2 separate regions of the Triticum aestivum genome follow, and region 2 is linked to region 1. Evidence: chromatin contacts called from public Hi-C data. All regions are on one chromosome and are shown on one strand. Each heading gives the region's core, a stretch centred on a gene start, on an enhancer-like site or on the middle of the called end of the contact. The rest is flanking DNA. Distances are from core to core; before and after follow the strand shown. Region 1 holds the start of LOC123044394. Region 2 holds the start of LOC123044396 (cysteine-rich and transmembrane domain-containing protein WIH2).

Region 1 (5,175 bases), core at 1,473-3,972:
TGCTAAGGCAATTCTAAAAATCCCCCTTTGTACAAGGCAGGTTGATGATTTTTGGGAATGGTCAGGAGATCCGGAGGGGCGATTCTCAGTTAACTCAGCCTACAAAGTGATCCATGTAATGAAGATGGGAAGGGAAGCCTAGCTAGAGGAGGCAGAGGAGATGTCCAGTGGAGAAACCAAGGGATGGTCATCTATTGCAGGTTCCTTCGAAGCCGAAGATATTCACATGGAGGTTGGCTCGTCATTCACTTCCCACCAGTGATGTTCTGCACCACCAAAACATGTTATCGTCCCATGTGTGTGCTTTATGTGGAGCAGAGGACAACTGGCGCCATTCTCTAATTGACTGTAACTACGTCAGGTGCATGTGGGCTCTATCAAATGAGGACATGGTGCAACATATGTGCATGCAGAGAGATGAACAAGCGAAGAGATGGTTGTTTCTAATGAGTGAATCGCTTCCTCAAGAGGAGTTTACTACCATGATTGTTACACTATGGGCCATTTGGGTAGCAAGGAGAAAGATAATCCAAGAAGGAATTTACAAAACTCCTGTCTCAACTAATGGTTTTATCACTAGCTACATGGCAGATTTGAAGCAAATACGGAAGCCTGTTGGCAGGTCAGTGGCAGCACCAACTATTCGCCCAGCTACTTGGCAGTCGCCACCGGAGAATCATGTTAAAATTAATGTTGATGCGGCAGTGTCGCGTGCATGTGAATTTGGGGCTGTGGGAGCCATTTGCCGCGATGCATCAGGGGTGTATTAGGGGTCCTCGGCAGTTATATTCAACAACATAGAAGATCCAGAGGTTTTGGAAGTCCTAGCTACCAGGGAAGCACCGGCGCTTGCCGAGGACCTGTACGAGCATAAAGTTTTCATCGCCTCGGACTGCATGGTAGCGGTGGAGGCGATTAGAGGAGGAACAACAGCATCGTACGGAGCACTGGTGCATGAAATAACGGAGAGAGCTCGTTTTTTCACTTCTTGCATTTTTAGTCATGAATTTCGGACCTCGAACTTTGAGGCCCACAACCTCGCGAAGCATGCGTTAACGTTGGGGACTGTCCGTCATGTTTGGTTAGGCCACCCCCCGCGATCTTTTGTTCATCCTTGTAAACATTGTGACGGTTGAATAAAGCTTCGCAAGTTTGTCTCAAAAAAAGCAGCCGACACAAGCCCTTCCGGATCATGCGCCTTCTGATTCCCCTCTCTTTTCACCTTCTCTGATCTCCATCAAATCTTGCAACAGAAACGGATGCACAACGAGCCCTTCCGGATCATCCCAGTTATTCTCCCAACGAGTACTGGCTATGGGTGAGCGAGTGTAAGGGGGTGAGGCTAGATTTGGCGCCGGGACGGCGCGCCAGGTTTCCATCTCCCGCTATCCCCCTCGCCCTCGCGTCGCACCCGCTCGTGCGACCTCGCGCCGCACTCTCCACAAGAAACTGCCGAGCCAAGCGTTTCCAGCGAGCCAGACTCTAGGCTGTTTTAAGAAGCGTGCGATGCAGGCCCAACAGTGAGTCCGAGCAACCAAACAGGCCTCTTGCTTACTGCGCGGGCCTAGTTGGGCTCAATGCGGGCAACCAAACACGCCCTTACTAGTAGCCATAAATGTTAGGAGGGAGCCACTAGTTAACGAGCTCTCCTTCGGGAGCCTCGCAACGATCAGCGCCGCTTGGCGCGCTCTCAGCCATTTGCCACGTGTCGCGCTCTGGACGCTCCCTTCGGATTTTATTTGTTTTATTTTTCCGCACGCGTTTTCTGTTATTTAAACAGTTTTTTTTCGGTTTTTTTACGTTTTGGTTTTTCACCGGTCTTCCTTAGCTTTTCGACAATTTTTTTCGAAAATTTCTTTTTGCGCGAAAAAACATGTTTTTTCCTTTCGCGAGAGTCACGGTTTTGCTTCCGCGAGAAACACGGTTTTGCTTTCGCGAGAGTCATGACCGTGCCTCTTGGAAACGAAAAAACGTGTTTTCAGTTTTTTCCCTTTCGCGAGAGTCACGGTTTTGCTTCCGCAAGAGGCACGGTTGTGCTTTCACGAGAGTCACGGCCATGCCTCTTGGAAACGAAAAAAAAACGCGTTTTTCCTTTCGCGAGAATCACAGTCGTGCCTCTCGGAAACAAAAAAAAACACGTTTTTTTGTTTTTTTCCTTTCGCGAGAGTCACGGTTTTGCTTCGCGAGGCACGGGTGTGCTTTCACGAGAGTCACGGCCGTGCCTCCTCGGAAACGGGAAAAAAATGTGTTTTCTCTTTTTTCTTCTTCCGTGAGAGTCACGGTTTTGCTTCCGCGAGAGACGCGGTTGTGATTTCGTGAGAGGCACAGGCGTTCCTCTTTCGGAAAAGGAAAAAAACCCGCGCTCCCGGCTCGGTTTTTCATCCGGTTTTTTTGGCCATTTTTTGTGAATTTTTTTCGTCAAAACCTATCAACATGGAATTTAATTTTGAAGACCTCGATACGAAGAATCCAACGATGAAAGCGGTTTGAAATTTGGACACACGGTTTGAGAGATTAAACGTTTTGAATAAACGGACCTAAAAAAAATTATCAGGTTGCGACAAGTGACGCGATGCATGTGCGCCACTTGTCGCAATCTGAAAAGTTGGAGTGATCTTTGCATCGACCCGGCAACGGCCGCCAAGGCGTGCGAGATACTGGGCCGCGGCCCGGCTTCGAGCGCCATAGCGCTTTCGTGGCGCATAAAGCGCTGCATAGGAGGCCTCGGGGTCGTGAGAAGAGAGATAACCCTAATCCCCAAATCCTTCCTGTCCCGCGACGCCACCAGATCCCCCACAATCCCCACCATAATCGGAAGCCCCGTCGTGATGGGCGACGCCGCCAACGCCTCCCGTCGGCGTCGGCTGGCCTCAATTCTCCTTTCCCGGAAACCGCGCCTCACCGACAGCAGGAACGAGACCACGGCCACAGCCGAATCCAAGGATGGCTTCACCATGGCGGTCTCCTTCTGGATGGCCGACCCACCACAATTGTCCATCTTCTCCATCCACTGCTGCAGACCCCCTCATTTTCAAGACGGGCCGTACTGCAATTTCAAAGATTTGCCACACGTGGTCGGCGTCGGCGCGGCGGGCCGTTTCGTTCTCATCCGCGCCGTCTTCGACCGCCGCGCCACATCCGAATATTTCCTTTACAAGGCCGGTGAGTCACCATTGCTCGACCCGATTCTTCCTCCCTACGATTATCGTGATGGCGACCGCGATGATCTGCGGGGGGTCAGGGAGTTCGGCGTCCTGCAGCTCGGCAGCCAGTATCTCGTGGCCGCTCTCTGCCTCGACCCGTTGTCGGATGACTATTACCTTCGGATCTACTCGTCCGAGAGAAAATCATGGAGCACCAGGACCCTGCCCAATCCATGTCCTGGGGTCGACAGGATTATGCCCGACAAGGTGATCACTCTTGGAGAAGAAGGCCTACTAGGGTGGGTTGATTTGTCACAGGGCCTGCTGATGTGCGACCTGCGTCAAGATCAGGTGCGTCTCACTTTCATCCCGCTGCCGGAGCTGTTGCCTGGGAACAGATACAAACTAAAAGGTCCCGTTCCCCCTCCCACCGCAGAGAGAAGCAAAAAACTAGAGGGCGAATCTCACCCAAATCTCTGGTGGTTTCGGGATCTCTCATGGGTTGATGGCGTGCTCAAGTTTATTGAGATGGAGAATCTTGTTCCTGAAAGCCGGAGCGACAAGGGTGATGTTATCTACGATTCAGACTTGATCATGTCGCTCGAGCGCAAAGCCGTGGATTGGCATTGCAAGCAGCCGTCCTTTGGGGGTGCCTGGAGGGCTGTCACATGGACTCGGACAGTTTCGTCCAACTGTTGGCGCCAGACATGCGCTGTCAATGTCGCTGACATCTTGGTTGTTGACGGATCAGCGCATTCATCTTTGTTGCCCGGGCTAAAGGGAGAAAAGTTGACATTCATGGACCTCTACTCAGCTTTCCCCATCCTGAGCCCGGATGGTGACGATATTCTTTATCTCAAATCTATGGTGGAACCCAGTAACAAGGATGGATGTGTGGCCGCTGTTGACTTACGAAACAAGGCTGTGAAAGCAGTTGGCAAGTATTATCTTCCGGATGATTTTTATTACCACTTTCGCTATGACCCTGAACATCCTTTCCGTGTCTGTGCATTGTCCCGCCATCTGGATATGACTCCAGGTAACTGTTACCTGCTCTTATTGTTCGCCATGCCTATGCAATGCTGACAATCCTTATCTACTTAGTTATTACTTGCTCTGATTTTTTTACTCCGGCATATAAGATTTGTCTGAAGTTAAACTTTGTAAAGTTTGACCAACTTCATAGAAAAAAAATATCAACATTCACAATACAAAATCAATATCATTAGATGTGTCATGAATTCAATTTTCATAATTGTATAACTTTAATGTTGTAGGTGTTGCTATTTTAACATGTAAATATGGTCAAACTTTACAAAGTTTGATTTCAGACAAATCTTATATGAGGAGTTAAAAATACCGAGGGGAGTATGCTCTTCTTGTGACTGCCTTGGCGAATTAACCTGGGCGCTATTTGGACCCACTTGATGGCTGCCCAATGCCTGCATGTTGCTTTGTGTGTCTTCTGCATATTTACCAGTTCCCTAAAAACCTGGGATTGTGAGTATGGTGTTGCTTATGAATTTAGCTGTTTCTGTAGGCATTGAAGTCACAGCGTGTCGCAAGATCACAGGGGATGCTAGCAGCTCTTCAAATTTTCCAAGAAACACCTCAGTAAGTATTTTCTATCACTTTTTATTTCAACGAAAAAAATTCCACCAAGTAACTTGCCATCTCTTCTGCATTGCTTGGTGTGAGTGAGCTCAATTCCTGCGAACCAAGGAGCAAAATCCAAAGGCAAGTTTCTTATTCTACGGAACCTCTCTTCTGCTAAGGCCTGGGCACCTATGATCTGACTTAATTAGATCAATTCATTATATAATTTGATAGCTATTCGCCGATTAGCTTTACCTGATATTACCATATTGGGATCTCTTGTCTAATTGACTTTATGATCCTCAGGCCATTGGAATTGGCTCAGAAAAACAAGCGTGCACGAAATGCTGCTGGGATTATTATGCAGAATGATCATATTTCCAAGGTCCATCCTATTGAAAACGATCTGCGGAAGTTTCCGTGATGGCAGTCCAAT
Region 2 (5,237 bases), core at 506-3,005, 460 kb before region 1:
GCAATGCAGAGAGGTTCATAAACATGGATCAAACAAAGGAGGCGATAATGCCCGACGAGAAATAATAATTAAGCTACTAGCAGCATTTCTCCGTCAGAGAGGATAGCTCAGTCCCAGTTCCACGAAGTTGATCGTCGTCTTTCCTCCTCCCTCCTCAGAAGCAGGCGTCCAGGAGACAGCAGCAGCAAAGGGCGGCCAGGCTGTCGCAAACAAAATGTCAACAAGGGAATCATGAGACAGAACATCCAAGGCAGGATAAAGTAGCTGCATAATATACTGGCAGCATTTGCAACAAGTATATGCCTATGGCCGGCATAATGAAACATTACGCGAATTAATTCGAAATGCCCAACCATGCACGCAATTTTCAACTGTTAAAATAGGAGTATATACTGACAGTTTAGTGCGCGGGCATCTAAATAATTAGTACTGTACTGTAACCAATCTGATCGAGAATCTCCGGTGGGACGAGAGCCATTCTTCATGCAATTTGCAACTGTTTTTGGTAAGTATACTATAAACAGTTAGTGCGTGAGCATCTACGTAATTAGTACTGTAATTAAGCTGGTTGATAATCTTGGGTCAGAGGAGAGCCGTTCTTTGGTAGTAGTACCGCGTCGTCAACGGAAATATTAATTCCCGATTCCCAGGTTGCGTCGTCCCGAAGGAATCTAATCTAAAGAGAGAAAAGCCTATTTCTATACCACGAACATTTTCTGATCTCATCTCAATGCCAGTCCAAAACGCATGTGAAACGCCTCCCGGAAATCGTGACCTCCAAAACGCATGTGAAACGCCTCCCGGAAATCGTGACCGCGGAGACGCATTTTTTTCGGTTAGTGCTGGCTGCTGGCTACACAACAGATGACTTTGACTGCATCCGAGCCGTCAATTTCAAGATCGGACGGTTCATGCCACGGCATGAGGGACGAGACAACCCCTCGCCGCGGGGAATACGTGTGTGCTTTGAGTGGAGCGACCGACACGTCGTCTGAGACCGCGACTGCTCTCTCTCTCTCTCGCCCTTTCCCGAGGGTTCGCTCACGCGTCAAGTCGCGGTCCCCACCCACGCAAACGTGCAAGAGACGGCCACCGACGGGGAAAGGGGACGCCGCCGGTGTGCCCAGGCAGATCTGACCCGGCCGATCATGATTTCCAGCCCTCCGAACAAGCCCCGGACGGACTTTGATCTAATCTAGCGCTCGGGACACCGCAGGTAGGGAAAATCGAGGAGATGGGACGAGGAGCTTACCATCCCTCCATGAAGGAAGGCCCGCTGCTCTGCTGCTGCTGCTGGTGGGGCGGCGGCTGCTGCGCATACTGCGGCGGGTAGCCCTGCTGGGGGTAGCCGGCCGGCGGGTAGCCCTGCGCCGGGGGTGGGTAGCCGGCCGGAGGGTACCCCGGCGGTGGGTAGCCGGCCTTGTCCCCGTAGCCTGAGGATTCAAAGATTCACAGGCCAAGATTCAGCACAAAAAGAGGAAAGGGGCACCGCGCAGGGAAAGGAAAGAGAATCGATGGAGACGGGAATCGACGGGGTGCGCACCTTGCGGCGGCGGGGCGCCGACGGGTGGCTGCTGGTTGTAGTAGCTCATCTTCTCCTCCTCCTCCTCTGGCTCCGCGGTCTCTCGCTGGTTCCTCGCGCCGATCGGAGCAGGCGCAGCAGGGCTTTGTTTGAGACGCTGGGGTTTGGGTGATTTGGTGGGCGTCGGGTCAGGTGGTTTTTATATAGCGGAATTCGCCCTTTTCCAAACCGCGTCCCGAACGTGGGCGCATGGGCCTGATTGGTGGGGCCGCGTGACGCGTTTGCCCGGCCCGGGTTTCGCCGCGGCGCGCACTTGCCTGGCCGTTGCGACCAGAACGCGTCGCCCGGGCCGGGTGCATTTATGGTTACCTGGTTTTTCTTTTGGCAAATGTGGGTAGGACTGTAGGAGTGCCTGATTTGGTTCCTTTTCCTTCGGTGTACCTGCCAAGCGTATAGCCCGGCCACGCGGTTCTTTTCGCTCGGAACATGCATTTGCTGTAACAAAGATATTTTGAGCCATGTTCGCATACCTCATCTCTATGAACCCATACACATTCTATCACTATGAGTATCACCTAGAGATTGAGATGGCACATCGTTTTAAGACCGATGAAGTCGCGACGGTCGTCTTCGTGGTCGACGAAAACGTCTCCTCCCATTAAACACACATCGCCGAAAGATCTGAAATAAATCTAGGAAAATGTAAGCACCAATGTCAAGTCTGGTGCTTGAATTTTTATGAGCAGAGTAATACCACTGTCCTCCTAACCAACCACATTTTGGTTTACGGCACGCTACGACTGTTGATAAGGCAATCTTATTTTAATAAGTCCGCCACGTAATCTAAGAAGATAATAAAAAAAGATGTTTTTTCCCTTTTTTCGAAAAGGGGGACTCCCCGGCCTCTGCATCAGAACGATGCATACGGCCACAAAAAAGATGTACACTGACTTATTTCGACCATCTCTTAGTTAAAAGAAGGCAAGTCCTTTTTTTATGATTTCTCTCTTGTTTGTCTCAGCATTTATTCTATGCAACACTTCTAAGATGACACCATTGTACATGCCCTGAGACATCTTGCTGTTAAATCTAACTCATGACTTCTTTGATTCATCTATATATCTATACAATATAAAATGACACACACGGGCAGATACAATTAATCTCGGTCATGCCATATCCAACTTTCTAGGTTGGTCAAATGGTTAGTGCTCAACATGTTTAGGGTTCAATTAATATCATATCAAATAGTGTATCAATGTCTGTGCTATAATCAGATATAATTAACATGCAGTTGATATCTACCTAATATCAACGTGCAAACAATTTCCTCTGTAATATCAACGTCCATTGCATGTACGCATTTATAGTAAAAAGAAAGAAAGAAAATATAGGAATAGTGTTTTTTCTTCTATGGTGACATTGTTCACCTATTTGATTCAAAGGAATTGGCCATACAAAAAATGGAGGAAATTTTCCTTAAATTGAGTTTTGAAGGAAAATAAAGGTATTTTACAATCCACTCAAACCTTTTCTACATTCATGTGCACAAGTAAGGAGACAAAAGCCATAAAAAGCATAATATTAGATTCATCTTATCTTGCATATGATTTGATCTTCATTTGATCATATCTCTACTCTTATAAAAAAAGATGGTGATGATAGTGTGCCTGTCATCTTGCAATATAGGTCGTCTGATCTATATCTAACGCATAGGAAGTAAGCTATGACAATTTTGCAAAAAGATACCCGCACCCCTCTCCACATTTGCAGATAAGGTCTTCGCTCGTTCATCTTTGTCTCCCACAAGATAAACTACTCATATAAATGCATCTTGATGTTCCGTGTAATGCACGGGCCTTTTGCTAGTGTTTTAGGAATTCTGTGTTTTTCTTATTCATGCAAATCAAATACCCAAATTCTGCACATGCTTGTGTTTTCACAATGCTTTGTTTAGACATGCGATCCTACCCAATTTATGTATTTTTTGAAACCCTATGATTATGATATGATATTTGAAACACCAGCTTGCAATGTACAACCACATCCTCATACAACATTGTTACTTCAAATCCTCACTGATTCCATTTGTGCTGCCCCAAGGAGCGATGTGACGGTCGCTATTTTTTCGGTGTGGAACTCTAAAGAAACAAAATCTCCTCCTTTCAATTTCTTCTTCACTAGCCTTCCCTCATATGGGATCCCCGAGGAAGAGAATCAAGTTGGCCCTTGCGAATAACTTGATGCACTATCTCCCTTCAACCTTTTGAGCGAAATGTTTTTTTCATATGAATCAGGGAAGCCCTTGTATACAAAATATTGTAGCTGTCATATTTGCATCTTAAGAACAATGCTCATAACTTTAGCATATAAAGTGTAAAAGTGTTCCCTGGGTCTAACCAACTTGATCCTTCGACACGCAACCGGCCTGATCTCAACATGGCAATGGGTACCCGCAACCCGCGACCCAGCGGGCAAAAACCCTATGGGGTAAGGGTTTGGAAAAAATAAATACCCATGTGTTTATAAAATGAGAAAAAATTGTACCCATCGGGTAAGTCGGGTATAGGTACAGGATGGCTTAGGGTTTAGGGAACGCATTCAATATGAAGGAAATATGCCCTAGAGGCAATAATAAATTTGTTATTTATATTTCATTATATCATGATAAATATTTATTATTCATGCTAGAATTGTATTAACCGAAAACTTAGTACATGTGTGAATACATAGACAAACTGAGTATCCCTAGTATGCATCTACTTGACTAGCTCGTTAATCAAAGATGGTTAAGTTTCCTGACCATAGACATGTGTTGTCATTTGATCAATGAGATCACATCATTAGAGAATGATGTGATGGACAAGACCCATCAGTTAGCTTAGCATAATGATCATTTAGTTTTATTGCTATTGCTTTCTTCATGACTTATACATACTCCTCTGACTATTAGATTATGCAACTCCCGAATACCGGAGGAACACTTTGTGTGCTATCAAACGTCACAACGTAACTGGGTGATTATAAAGATGCTCTACAGGTGTCTCCGAAGGTGTTTGTTGAGTTGGCACAGATCGAGATTAGGATTTGTCACTCCGTGTTTCGGGGAGGTATCTCCGGGCCCTCTCGGTAATGCACATCACTATAAGCCTTGCAAGCAATGTGACTAATGAGTTAGTTGCGGGATGATGCATTACGGAACGAGTAAAGAGACTTGCCGGTAACGAGATTGAACTAGGTATGATGATACCGACGATCGAATCTCGGGCAAGTAACATACCGATGACAAAGGGAATAACATATGCTGTTATGCGGTTTGACCGATAAAGATCTTCATAGAATATGTAGGAGCCAATATGAGCATCCAGGTTGCGCTATTGGTTATTGACCGAAGATGTGTCTCGGTCATGTCTACATAGTTCTCAAACCCGTAGGGTCCGCACGCTTAACGTTCGACAACGATTTGTATTATGAGTTATGTGTTTTGGTGACCGAAGTTTGTTCGGAGTCCCGGATGAGATCACGTACATGACGAGGAGTCTCGAAATGGTCGAGAGGTAAAGATTGATATATTGGACGAAGGTATTCGGACACCGGAAAGGTTTCGGGATGTTTCAGATATTTATCGGGGAACCGAGGGGTTACCGGAACCCCTCGGGGAAGTTATGGGCCTTAATGGGCCATAAGGGAGTAGGAGAGGGCAGCCCACAGGGTG

Evidence for each region. A called contact is a pair of places that touch in the nucleus more often than the background predicts.
Region 2: a Hi-C map of leaf shows a contact between it and region 1, with 8 times the contacts expected there. The contact joins the promoter of LOC123044396 here to the promoter of LOC123044394 in region 1. A contact is called at or near these places in 4 of 5 Hi-C or Micro-C datasets (leaf and an unstated tissue).

Annotation. Positions count from the first base shown.
Region 1 is chr2B:208,995,733-209,000,907 of IWGSC CS RefSeq v2.1, reverse strand. It overlaps LOC123044394, which reads left to right and starts at 2,722. Exons shown (of 9, transcript XM_044467126.1): 1 at 2,722-4,182; 2 at 4,684-4,757; 3 at 4,846-4,880; 4 at 5,046-5,124. The coding sequence starts at 2,829.
Region 2 is chr2B:209,450,173-209,455,409 of IWGSC CS RefSeq v2.1, reverse strand. It overlaps LOC123044396 (cysteine-rich and transmembrane domain-containing protein WIH2), which reads right to left and starts at 1,755. Exons shown (of 3, transcript XM_044467127.1): 1 at 1,544-1,755; 2 at 1,253-1,433; 3 at 1-200. The coding sequence starts at 1,592. The coding sequence ends at 155.